2 separate regions of the Ovis aries genome follow, and region 1 is linked to region 2. The links are chromatin contacts, called in public Hi-C maps. All regions are on one chromosome and are shown on one strand. Each heading gives the region's core, a stretch centred on a gene start, on an enhancer-like site or on the middle of the called end of the contact. The rest is flanking DNA. Distances are from core to core; before and after follow the strand shown.

Region 1 (6,955 bases), core at 3,990-6,489, 36 kb before region 2:
CAAGATCACCAGATACTGATGTATAAACTGAAAGCCCAGTTTATTATCTTCCAGAAGGAATATGAAGGCATGCAGAGCCTTTAATATAGTAGGCCCTTGAAATTCACCGTGTAGAAATGTTTAAATGAGTTCCGGCTTTCTCCATACCGCATTCCAAACATAGTCCTGAGTTTCCCAATATTCTTCTGCAGCAGCCTAGAGTGGAGAAGAGATGCCCACTCACCCGGAGGTTAAGGGCCTGCTTCCCAACACCAGCCTCACTTCACACCCAGTGCAAACCTGCCTTCAGCAAAATGGGCAACCTCAGCCTACCAGGGCTTCTTGGGGGCTCCCAGAGAGCATTTACTCCTCAAATGCACATGCCTAGGTGGCAGTCCCTTCTCTCCCCTGCTGAGAAAGTTGGGGTTAGAATCTCGATTGCCCTTCATGTGAGGGACAGAACATACGAGCAAAGGGTACTAGCCTTTTAAGAACAGAAGGGGCAATAATCAGGCCACCCTAGGGCCTAATGCAGCCAAAGAGTTATTAAAAGTTTTCGATGAGCAAAATGAGCTTATTTATTCATTTGTTGTATTGCTATGTAACAAACCACCCCAAAACTTAAAACAACAATTCATCCTCTTAATTTCTGTGAGTCAGAAATCTAGGAACAGACTCACAGACTTAGAGAATGAACTTATGGTGGCCAGGGAGGAAGGATAAAGAGAAGGGATAGTTCGGGAGTTTGGGATGGATATGTACACACTGCTATATTTAAAATGGATAAGCAACAGGGACCTGCTGTATAGCACAGGGAACTCTGCTCAGTGTTACGTGGCAGCCTGGATGGGAGGGGAGTCTGGGGGAAAATGGATTCAGGTATATGTATAGCTGAGTCCCTTCACTGTTCACCTGAAGCTATCACAATATTGTTAATCGGCTATACCCCAATACAAAGTAAAAAGTTTAATAGGAAAAGAAATCTAGGAGTAGTTTAGCAAGAGTAGTTCTGGCTCAGGGTGTCCCATGAATTTGCAGCCGAGATGTCAACTGGGGCTGCACTCATTCTCAAACCTTGACTGGAAATGGAGGAGCTACTTCTAAATTGGCTTATTATCATGGTGGTTGGCTGGAGGCCTCTCCAGAGGCTCCTTGAGCGTCCTTGTGATGTGGTAGCCAACTTGCCTCAGAGTTCAAGAATGGCCCAAGAGGCAGAGCAAGGCAGAAGCTGTAATATCTTTGAAAGTTATGACCTAACTTTGAAAGCGACCGCCCATCACTTCAGCCTTATTCCACTGATCACAGAGACCGATGTGGGAGGGACCTACACTAGAGTACAAATACCATCTTGGAGATTGGCTGCTACATTCAGTGGGTATTTGCTGTCTGCTAAACTAACAGGCGGCGCTAGTGGTAAAGAACCCACCTGCCAATGCAGGAGACGCGAGACAAGGGTTCAATCCCTGGGTCAGGGAAATCCCCTGGAGGCGGGAGCAGCAACCCACTCTAGTATTCTTGCCTGGAGAATCCCATGGACAGAAGCCTGGTGGGCTATGGTTCACAGGGTCACAAAAAGTCAGAACAACTGAAGTGACTTAGCACATCTGCATGCGCATAGTAACAATAGTAGCTAACACTTCTGTAACTTCTGTAACACCTGCCTAGAAGGCAGAAATCCAAACCTTCAGCCTCACCTCAGTTTACTCCCTAAGAGCATCCATGTATGGAAGGTCTTTCGACAGGCTATGCATCTAACAGAAGACGGGGCAGCATTCAGCATCCACCTTCACCTCTTACTAACTATGTGAATTTGGGCAAGTTATTAAGCCTTTCTGAGCCTCAGCTCCTTCACCTGTATAAAGAGACCAACCACCTCAGTAGTTATAGATAAGAAGAATGATAATATTCCAAAGAGGAATACTTGGAAAGTGCATAGAATAATTCCTGGCACATCGGTAGACTTTCTATGAGTGTCTGTTAAATATATAAACTAAGGTCTGTCCCAGGTATCCACCCCCATCCTGCATACTTCTCAGATGAAACGAACTGAGTCACAGCGTTGTTAAAAATTAACAAACATCATAGACAGTTAGTGGTGGAACCAGGATTTGAACCCAAGCTGTCTGACTCCAGAGCCTTGGCTCTTAACCACAAGCTAAACAGAATTTTAATAAAGCACAAAGCTCCCCACAGCCTGGCAAGCTTCGGGGGAGACTGAGGGGCCTGGGGTGAGCATTGGAGCAGCCTCTGTTCTCTCCCCCAAGCAGAAAGCGGTGAGTTGCCCTGCCTGCCTCCCCGGTCCGGACCTGCTGAGGGCTGGGGGAGATGGTGCTCTGGGGCTGACGCACCCTCTGCCCCGACTCAGAAGGAGGACAGGGCCCCATCCCCACCCGTGGAAGTGGATGAACCCCAGGAGTTCGTGCTTCGGCCTGCCCCCCAGGGCCGGACGGTCCGCTGCCGGCTGACCCGGGACAAGAAGGGCATGGACCGGGGCCTGTATCCCTCCTACTTCCTGCACCTGGACACGGAGAAGAAGGTGGGTCGGAGGAGGGAGGGAGAAGGGAGAGGGGAGGGACCCGGACCGAGGCGAGAGCCAGAATGGGAGTGGGGGCTGGGGGGCAAACGGGCCTTCTCGTCCCCGCACTCCCCTCCCGCTTGCCTCTGTCTTCCAGCGCATCTCCGCTGCCCCTCTCCCCAGGTGTTTCTCTTGGCCGGCAGGAAGCGGAAACGCAGCAAGACCGCCAACTACCTCATCTCCAGTGACCCCACCAATCTGTCCCGAGGAGGGGAGAATTTCATTGGGAAGCTGAGGTGGGGCTGCGAAGCTCGGGGGCCAGTCACCTCTGCCCCGCTGTGCAGAGTGTCCCCACCTCAGACACTCTGGAATTGTCCCCCGGCCCCGGGCTTCTCTATACACATGGACACTTGTCCGCTTTGATGCATGTAGATCACTTGGGGATCTTCTTCAAATGGTTCAGTGAGTTCTCTGGTGGTCTAGAGGATAAGATTCTGGACTTTCACTGTGGTGGCCGGGATTCAGGCCCTGGTCTGGGAAACTGAGATCTTGCAAGCCCCAGGGTGAGGCAAAAAAAAAAGGGTTCAGAGGGTCTGGGCTGGGAGTGAGCTTCTGCATTTCTAAGACGCACTGGGGTGATGCCCATGCTGCTGGTCCAGGGACCTCACTTGGAGTAGGGCATAAAGTCCATGAAAGGGGGATTATGTCTGTCTTGTTCATGGTTGAATTCCTAGCACCTGGCACATAGTAGCTATTCAATAAACAGTTACTAACTGATCAAACGAAATAGTCAGCACCTACCCTGTGTTATGTCTCCCCATATAGCTCATCCAGTCCTCACCACAAATCTGAGAGATGAGGAGAAAGTGAGTCCCCAAGTCAGGCTTTATTTCTTTTTTTTATGTCTTTACCAAACACATATGTAAGGCCTACCTGTGTGTCAGAGGTATTTCTAGGTAACTTGCAAATATTAATCCATTCAATAATCTTATCAAACAAATTGATAGTAAATACTATTACCACGCCCATTTTACAGATGGGGAAGTTGAGGCTAAGAGTTTAAGTCACTTGCCTGGGGTCATACAGCTAGTAAGAGCTGAGGTTTGAAAGCTGCCCAGTCTCCCTGTAGATCCATGTTTTTAAAAAGACTTCAATGCAGAAAACCAGGGGCAGGGTCCTAAGACACACCCATGCTTAAGGCAGAAAGCTCTTAAGCTTGGCTGTGAGGAGGGGTCTGGAAGAAGGGGTGTGGAACCCCCTCAGCCCCGCCCGCAGCTCCACCCTGCTCGCAGGTCCAACCTCCTGGGGAACCGCTTTACTGTCTTTGACAATGGGCAGAACCCGCACCGCGGCGGCGGCACGGACGTAGGGAGCCTTCGGCAGGAGCTGGCAGCCGTGATCTATGTGAGAGCGCCCTCTGTCCCCTGTGCCCTGCGATAGGCCCCTTCCCTCGCCGAGTGGTCTAATGCGCGTCTCCTTCCCAGGAAACCAATGTGCTGGGCTTCCGAGGTCCCCGGCGCATGACAGTCATCATTCCTGGCATGAATTCCGACAGCGAAAGGGTGCCCATTCGGCCTCGCAACGTGAGCCCCGCACCTCCCTGACACGCCTTTCCCTGTGGGTCTTGCTCCCTAGTTACCGGCTTGTAACCCACTTCCGGGAACCCCTGTGGGGTGGGGAGGGGGTGTCCCGCCTACCCCATACCCAACCCGGAGCACACCCATCGCCCTGTCACAGATTCATTCTGGCAACTTGATAGGTTCAGTTTGGAGGGTTTTCACTGAACTCACTGAAAGGAGCACAATAGGGTTGGTTAGCTGTGTTTGTGTGTTTGTTTTTTAGTGTACATCAAAATCAATCGTTCATATATTCATTCAACACACATACATTGAGTACCAAGTATTAGTCTAGGCAACTGCAGACATCAGTCACCAAAACGAATATCTACTCTCATGAACCTGGCATTCTAGTGGAGGGAGACAGACGGTAGACAGAGACTGTGATAAGTAAGTAAATTGCGTAGTGTGTTAGAAAGTGGTATTTACTGTAGAGGGGAAAAGAAAAAGTTGAACAGGGAAAGGAGATGAGATGTGTGTCTAGGTTTTGATTTAAATTCAGTGGTCAGACTGGGTCTCACTGAGCAGATGAAATTTGAAGGAGGTGAGGAGCAACCCTGCAGATATCTGGGAAAAGATCATGCAGGCAGGGAGAAGAGCCAGTGCAAAGGCCCTGAGGCAGGAGAGTGCCTGCTGGGTTTGAGGAGCAGCAAGGTGGCCAGGGTGGCTGCAGGAAGATGAGGTCAGAGAGGTGAGAGTGAGGGGCAGGTGAGCCTGTGTAGCTGGTTTTTACTCAGAGAAACAGGAACAGCAGGGCTTTGAGCAAAGGAGTGATATGATTTGACATAGTTTTAAAAGCAAAGGTTGTTTTTGTGTGTGTGTGAGAGAGGTGTAGGGCAAGATGGAGGGCTTGCCCCCAGAGAGAGGGGGCCTCCTTCAGTGTGTCAGACCCACGCTTTGCCCCTCAGCACCGCAAGCTGAGTGAGCCCGGGATTTCAGAGACGGTTGACTGGCCTGTCTCATACTCACAGTGATGTCACTTTACTCATTTACAATGAAAAAGAATACTCCCGTCAGCTGATCACACATCCTTCCTTGCTGGAAAGCCACACTGGAATAGTCAGAGACCTGGCCAACCCATGGGGCACAAGCCCTGGGTGGCTCCACGCCTGCTCCTCCCATCCTGGAATAGACACACAGATCCTCCAAAGGCGGTGCCTCCCACGTGTGCTTGGGCTTAGTAAGAACTGACACCCAGAGCTGCTCTGAATCTCTCTTCATCATCAGTTCATTCATTCTGCAATCATTTATTAAGGCCAGGTATTGAGGATGTAAAATCAATACAAGAGGTACCATCAAAACAATATCTGATATTTATTGAACATTTACTCTGTGCGAGGAACTGCTCAAAACAGCAGTTCATGCACTATTAATCATTTAATCTTCACAACACCCTGTTATGAGGGAAACTAAGGCACAGAGTTCAGTTCAGTTCACTTCAGTCACTCAGGCATGTCCGACTCTTTGCGACCCCATGGACTGCAGCACGCCAGGCCTCCCTGTCCATCACCAGCTCCCAGAACTTGCTCAAACTCATGTCCATTGAGTCAGTGACGTCATCCCACCATCTCATCCCCTGTCACCTGTAAGGCACAGAGCCATTAGTCAAATACTGTGCCTGCTGTTAGGGTATCTAATTCCGTCCATAACAGTGCAGTGGGAGAAATCATAAGAGCGAGGTGTTAAGGAAATTCAGAGCTAAGACATTTAAATCACACCTGGGGTTAGGAAGGCTTCTTGGAGGACACAATCTTGAGAGGACTCATTCTAAGCCATGAACATGAACAGGGGACAAAGAAACCAAGAAAAGAAATACATGTCTCATGCAGACCCTGCTCCTTCCTTCCAGAAACTCTTCCAGGACAGTTTAACTACTCTTTACCTGTACATCTCTCGAAGCTCAACTCTGAGCTCCTTGTAAATCCTAGAATATCTGGTTCATCCTTGTGATAGATGCCCGCGTGTGGCCTAAGACCCCTTGGGACCAATGGTACAAAGCCCCTCCTGTGCGGCAGATACTGCTTTTCACTTTCCAACGTTCCACTTTGGCGACCCACAGCCAAGCCCATTCTCCCAGACGTACACCCTGGCCAGGTGGATGCCGCAGATACCGTGGGCGTACTCAAAGAAACCCTGGCCACCATGGCTATTGACACCCAGGCTGCACACACATACAAGGGCACCCCAGGTCCCCAGCCACCGCCCCACCCCATCAGTCCCAAGATATCTCAGCCAGCTCTCACTGTCCTGCCCCTAATACTGCCCCACCCCTCACACCCCAGGCCAGCGACGGGCTGCTGGTGCGCTGGCAGAACAAGACGCTGGAGAGCCTCATCGAGCTGCACAATAAGCCCCCCATCTGGAATGAAGACAGTGGCTCCTACACCCTCAACTTCCAAGGCCGAGTCACCCAGGCCTCAGTCAAGAACTTCCAGATTGTCCACGCTGACGACCGTGAGTATCTGAGGACACAAGCCAGGCTGTTTCCCACCACCTCCAAGACCTCAGCCCTCACTCAGATCTTTCCCTCCTCTCTCCCCCTGCCATCTCCTTCTCTCTGTCTCTCTCTCACACACACACACATGCGCGTGCTGGAGTGGAGCTGGCCTTTATTCCTGGAGCCAGAACATTCAGGAAGGTCACTCTCTCCTGTGGGGCACTCACATTGTACCCCTCAAAGAGCCTCAGATATTCCAAGCAGCTGTCTTCGGGTGCATTTTTTCAGGCCCTCGTTCTAGCACTGACCAGAGCCTGGGCAGATGCTGGGCTGTTCTGGGTAAGACTGTGTTGAAGGGACAGTTACGCTACTAGAGTTTAAATACCACTGAAAGGGAGTTCCCAGGCG
Region 2 (6,214 bases), core at 2,584-5,083:
CACTCTCTCAGAATTGGCTGCCGAAGGTGCACTTGGGGCCCACCTTCCGGGAGGCTTGCTGGCCTTAACTCATCGCTCTCAGACCTTTTGCTACACTCACCTTTATAAGAGACAGGACAGAAGATGTAGTCACTTGTGAACTACCTTTCATACTCTATTCCTCTAGTTACCAAATCATAAATTCTCCCCGTATTACCTTTATTGTTTTGGATAACAAAAACCACACAGCTTCAGAAAATCCCCTAAATCACTTAACTCCCAGCTTTCAATGTGCTCAACACTTTAGTTTGTAAGCTCCCAATCATTTTCCTTGAGTTGGCCCACGTTTGTTCTGTCACTTAGTCGTGTCCAACTGAGACCCCACAGACTGTAGCCTGCCAGGCTTTTCTGTCCAAGAAATTTTCCAGGCAAGAATGCTGGGAGTGGGTTGCCACTTCCTTCTCCAGGGGATCTTCCTGATCCAGGAATTGCAGGAAGATTCTTTACCATCTGAGTTATAGGAAGTCCTTTTTTTTCTGTGCCAGCTTAACCCAGAGTGAACCTTTTGGCCAACCCCATACTAGGAATAAAACTTGTTTCCTTTCAGCAAAATTGAGCTGTAGCCAGCTTTTCCCCCTCCATACCTACTGGGAACACTGTTCAACAGGCCTAGGTGGAGCAAGTCAGGACTACCACATTGAGAACCAAAATTAAATGCTTATCAGATGATTAGGTGTAATACTTACAACCTATAAGCTAAAATGACAGGACTTCCCTGGTGGCTCAGATGGTGAAGTGTCTGCCTACAATGAGAGAGACCTGGTTTCAATCCCTGGGTTGGGAAGATCCCCTGGAGAAGGAAATGGCAACCCACTCCAGCATCCTTGCTTCGAAAATCCCATGGATGGAGGAGCCTGGTAGTCTACAGTCCATGGGGTAGTAGAGTGGGACACAACTAAGCGAATTCACTCATTCACAAGCTAAAATGACAAATCCCTCTGGTTAATACCCTGATGCTAGGAAAGACTGAGGGCAGAAGTGGGTGAGAGGAAGAGATGGTTGGATGGCATCACCAACTCAATGGCCATGAGTTTGAGCAAGCTGCAGGAGATGGTGGACAGGGAAGCCTGGCATGCTGCAGTCCCTGGGGTCTCAAAGGGTTTGGACACGACTTAGCCACTTAACACCTTGTACACAAGTAGATAAAGGTTGTTTTAAGAAGTTTCAGCATTGCTCCATGATTTTGAGGGCAGAAAGGCCTTGCCTTATTTGCAGTAAATGACTACCCACCACTGGCTCATCAGTGCAGGGTAGCAAAGCACCTCCCTTCCTTCCCAAAGCCGCAGAAGACACTGCTGATGGTTTAGTATGGTTTATTAAGCTGTGCCTTAGTACAGACGCTGGGGCTTGCCCATGGTGCTCTTAATGTACAAGGCCCTGACGTTCTGCCAATTTTTCTTGAGCAATGATACCAGGAAGTTGACAGCTAAGTGGATGTTGTACACAAGCTCATCATCTGTCATCTTCACGTGGCCAACAGCCACTGCCAGACACAGCACCTGTGGGGAGAAGGTCAAATCAGGTTGGTGGCCTGATTCAAAGAAACCAACTGTGGAGAGTGGGTTCATCTACAAGCCAGATGGCCCATTCCTCCCCCTTCCAGTGCCCTAATAAGCAGTGCTTTGCCCTCAGACCTAGAAGACCAGAGCTATTTGAAAATCTTCAATCCTGTAAAGTGACTGTTCCAAGTCTCAAGAATCCACAGAAATGCAAACCAGGGCTTCCACTCAAGAGAACGTGGGTAAACTGCAGGGCCCTGCCACCATCACCACTGTTTAATCTATGCAACCAGCCAGACCACCGCACCTTCTTCATCTGGAACTTGATCGTGGACTTCACTTCATCAACTTTGGCCACCATGTTCTCATTGTGGGTCAGCAAGGAAGGGAACTTGCCAGCCTTGTTCAGGCCTGGGCCCAGGATTCGGGGGATCTGCTTGATCAGAGACTCTGAAGCCAAAAAGGCATCATATTTCTTGGCTGGTAGAGAGAAAAAGCCATTAGGACCTGGCCTCTCAAGACAACTCTGAAACAGAGCTCTGTGACCCAACCACAGAAGTGGCCTCCCATCAGCATTCTACCCTTTCCACAGCTACCAAGTCTTTTGCATCCTCCTCCAGGCAGTGCAAGCTCCATCCTCTGGACTTTTACTGGCCAAACATCCACATGAAACCAGGTTGCAAAGTGCACGCTGACTCACAATCCATGTTGCAATGAAAAAGGCTCACTCTAAGACCGCCCGGTTTCAAATCCCACCTTCCTACTTTCTAGCCACCCAACTGAAGAACCTGTCCATCTGGGTAAACACTCCAATCATACAGCATAAAGATTAAAATGAAACAACAGGAGCTCTAAATAGAAATTCCAACCCAGAAGGCACTAGCACCTGACCTGTCAATTTGACAAGAGCTCACCTGCTTAGCAAAGAACCACTACCTGGTCTTCTTCCCTTAAAAATAACCCTCAAAGCAAAAAACACACGAATTTTTACATGGCTAAGTTTCAATTTCCAGTTGGCCAAGCACAGCAGGTACTTGGTCATGACTCTACCCCTTCATCATTTTAAAACCCGAACAGCAGAAATACCCCTATATTCTACCACTCCCAAGAGATCTGCCATCACTCTGCCCCACCTATGAAACCACACCAGGCACACTCACCCAGCTTCTTGACCAGTTTCTTATTCTTGTTGAGTTTTTTCAGTGCCTCGATGTCCATGTGGGGGATATCCACAGCCTTGGCCTCATCACAATGCTGCTGGTCCCCCAAAACACACACGGAGAACTTGGGGCGGGGAGTGGACTTAAGCCTGCATTTTGGGGGGGACAGGATAGGTCACGTCCAGCCCTAGGCTACCGAGGCTGAAGGTGAAGGGGTCTGGGACTACTGAGCCTTACCCAGAGCCGTCCACATTCACCAACAGCTAGTCTGGCTTCTCAAACTAGCCGGCGGGTTCGGCCAAAGCCTCCCCACGCCTCCCCTCTTCTTTTAAGACCCAGGGTGGGGGTCCGTCCAGCCACGCCTGCGCGGAGCAGGGGGTCTGAACTACCCGGGCACTTCAGTGCCGCACGTGCCCGGCTGCCTCGAGCTCCACTGGAGCCACAAGGGAGGAGACGGGGCAGCGCGGGGGCACTGAGGGCTGGGTGGGATCGGAACGGTGCCAACCTGACGGTGCCCGAGAAACGTTTGTCCTTTTGAGGGTCATAGTTCTTCAGGCTGATCTGAAGCTCCACCGTCTCCAAAAACCTTAAAAAAAATGTTAACAAAGTTATAACAAGCCTCCAGCGGCTTTCCCCAAAGCTGCTCTCCCCGAGGCCGGCGCTTACTTTCTGCGCTTGCGCTGGTTCCCGTGCAGGACTTCCCGCACCGCCTCGTAGAGGGTGTCGCGGGAGACTTTGCTGCTGCAAGAAACAAGCAAGACGAGCGGTCAGAGCCCGGTAGCCGGGCACCAACCCCCGGCGGTGTCAGGAGCCTTGGGCGCGGGAGGGCCTAGGGATTACTCCCCGGGGGCTTCTGGACACCAGAGTGGGGCGACTCGGGCCCAAGGACCAACCCCGGGGAAGAGGGATCGACCCTACTGGAGACCGGCCTTGGCGCCCCAACTCGAACGCCAGGCCCGCAGGCCGAAGCCTGACAAGAAATGCACCTCAACGAAGCAGGGGCAAGAACTCCCGGGGCTTCTGCCCGCAATGTTTCCTTCCCCACGGGGGCGCCCAGAAGCGCGGATGAACGTGGATAGCACGACTAAGTGACACCAACCTCATAGTTCCCTACGCCGCGATAACCGGAAAAGAGAGAAACGCTGCTCGCGCATGCGCCCAAATAGGATCCTTGTTCTCGCGAGAGATGACTGTTCCCGCGGCTTTTCTCCTCAGTGTAGTTAGTCTGGTGGCTCAATCCCGGGGAGCGCCGCCATCTGCGGCCACTAAGGGGCGCAGCTGCCGTGCCCTGCACCGCTAGACTCGCTTGGGAAGACCCCAGCCGCGCGCCCCGTGGCACCAGCCTCTGCCACGCCCTTAGGGAAGAGGCTAAGGCCAGGGCTCGAACTGCAGTAGTCACACTGCTGGGCATCGCACCCTTGACAGCCGCTGAGAGGATGCAGACAGACCCCACCGTTTTTGTCTCTTATACCTCCGGCGCGCACTTCCTCCTGCCTTGCGAACCTGTTTCACGTCTCAAAAGCAGGCTTTACTAAAAGTTTCTTTCTTGGCCGCTCAGAGCCTGAGGCGGGGAGGCCTCAAGGAAGGTTTTGTGATGGACTTACACCTGACAGTTGATTCAGGAACATGAGCAAGGCGCCTCGCTAAGTGCTGTGGGAATATAGAGATGTAGGACAGACCTGCCCACAATATTGCACACTCTGCCTCTTCTGTCCAGCAGGCCTCGTCTTGTCTGCTCACCGTAACCCCAGGAGCCCTTCAGATCCCTCCTCAAAGGCCATCATCTGCCCCAAAGCCTTCCCCAACTCCAGGCTGAGTCACTCCCGCCCTCAAGCCCCTCTCCCGCAGTGTCGCATGCCCAGTCTCACCCACTCCACAGACCGCTCTGACAGGGCTCGGGTGAGTGGTATCACACATGATCTGGCCCACAGAACATGAATGAACCTCAGAACCCTACCACCTGCCCCACAAGGAGAAAGATGCCACCTGTCACTGAGCAGAATGGGGCAGGGGGTGGGGAGTTAGTAGGAAGACAGGCACTGCTACTAATAAGACATTATTGAACCTCTTTTTTTTTTTTTTAATGAAATACCATTGATAAATTATTCAAGTCAGAAACAAGAACACAGAGGATCATCACATATACACTTGAGCACAAGAGATCCGTTCTGAACACATGTCCCTGGGGCTCCTGGAGTGTCATCATTGTCCACTCTGGGTCTGCTATGACCCTGCTGAGGCCTATCTTATGGTGTCTGCCCCCAGAAGTGACAAGGAGGGAGCCTAGGGTCAGGAGCCCTTGGTAATAAAGATCATCTAGCCCCAGACCCTTCCTGCCAGCCCCTCTGCAGCCTGGAGCAGGGAGGAAGTTGATCCCTGGGATGGCCAGGTTCAGCCCTGACCCCCAGGCAAGAGGCAGGGTGAGGAGCTGAGGGCAGAAGTGTCCTTCAGGAAGTTGGTGAGGGAGCTTCGGGAGGGTGGTCCTTTGGTGGACAGTCAGGGAGTCAGATGTCTCAGGGCAGCCTGCAGGGACTTCCTCAGGAAAGTGGTGTTGAGTTCCACAGCTGCAGCCAGGCCCAGCCTCTGGGGCTCAGTGATCTGGAGAGAAGGAAGAATCATGTCAGGACTTCAGCAGCTGATCCCTCCTCTCCCCTATCCTGCCCCTGGGCTCTGTTAGTTAGAAGAGAGAAATCCAGGACCCAAGGACAATTGGAGATGACTCCCTGAGAAATCTAACTTCCATTAGATACTACCATGACCAGGGGATGTGACCTTGGGCAAGTTACTGCGTCTCAATTTCCTCATCTATAAAATGGAGCCAATAATAGTATCTTCTCATAGGACTAGTTCTCACAGGACTAGTACCAAGTTAACATAGATAAAGGGCTTAGAAGGATGCCTGGAGCATAGCAGGGGCGACAAGTATCAGCTTAGTATTTTAGCTCTCTAACCTTATGGATGGGCTTGATAAAGGACAGAAATGGTATGGACCTAACAGAAGCAGAAGATATTAAGAAGAGGTTGCAAGAATACACAGAAGAACTGTACAAAAAAGACCTTCACGACCCAGATAATCATGATGATGTGATCACTAATCTAGAGCCAGACATCTTGGAAAGTGAAGTCAAGTGGGCCTTAGAAAGCATCACTACGAACAAAGCTAGTGGAGGTGATGGAATTCCAGTTGAGCTGTTTCAAATCCTGAAAGATGATGCTGTGAAAGTGCTGCACTCAATATGCCAGCAAATTTGGAAGACTCAGCAGTGGCCATAGGACTGGAAAAGGTCAGTTTTCATTCCAATCCCAAAGAAAGGCAATGCCAAAAAATGCTCAAACTACCACACAATTGCACTCATCTCACATGCTAGTAAAGTAATGGTCAAAATTCTCCAAGCCAGGCTTCAGCAATATGTGAACCGTGAACTCCCTGATGTTCAAGCTGGTTTTAGAAAAGGCAGAGGAACCAGAGATCAAATTGCCAACATCTGCTGGATCATGGAAAAAGCAAGAGAGTTC

What was found. A called contact is a pair of places that touch in the nucleus more often than the background predicts.
Region 1: a contact with region 2 is called in a Hi-C map of muscle, with 3 times the contacts expected there. The contact joins the enhancer-like site here to the promoter of RPL10A in region 2. A contact is called at or near these places in 2 of 16 Hi-C or Micro-C datasets (muscle and skin fibroblasts).

What each region holds. Positions count from the first base shown.
Region 1 is chr20:9,589,840-9,596,794 of ARS-UI_Ramb_v3.0, reverse strand. It overlaps TULP1 (TUB like protein 1), which reads left to right. Exons shown (of 15, transcript XM_042237051.2): 9 at 2,247-2,252; 10 at 2,345-2,515; 11 at 2,678-2,790; 12 at 3,787-3,898; 13 at 3,979-4,077; 14 at 6,393-6,564. It overlaps LOC132658239 (a long non-coding RNA gene), which reads right to left. Exons shown (of 2, transcript XR_009597557.1): 2 at 5,401-5,693. Among named protein-coding and RNA genes, the nearest start is that of TEAD3, 7.3 kb to the right of the region's middle. Within about 2 kb of position 5,239, at least 3 of the 54 cell types and tissues checked have an H3K27ac peak or open chromatin away from gene starts, as enhancers often do. A contact at or near this core is called in muscle, where this site is marked.
Region 2 is chr20:9,553,514-9,559,727 of ARS-UI_Ramb_v3.0, reverse strand. It overlaps RPL10A (ribosomal protein L10a), which reads right to left and starts at 3,833. Exons shown (of 6, transcript XM_060403113.1): 1 at 3,798-3,833; 2 at 3,365-3,436; 3 at 3,204-3,284; 4 at 2,699-2,847; 5 at 1,846-2,018; 6 at 1,336-1,538. The coding sequence starts at 3,802. The coding sequence ends at 1,368. It overlaps FANCE (FA complementation group E), which reads right to left. Exons shown (of 10, transcript XM_027958484.3): 10 at 4,742-5,296. The coding sequence ends at 5,195.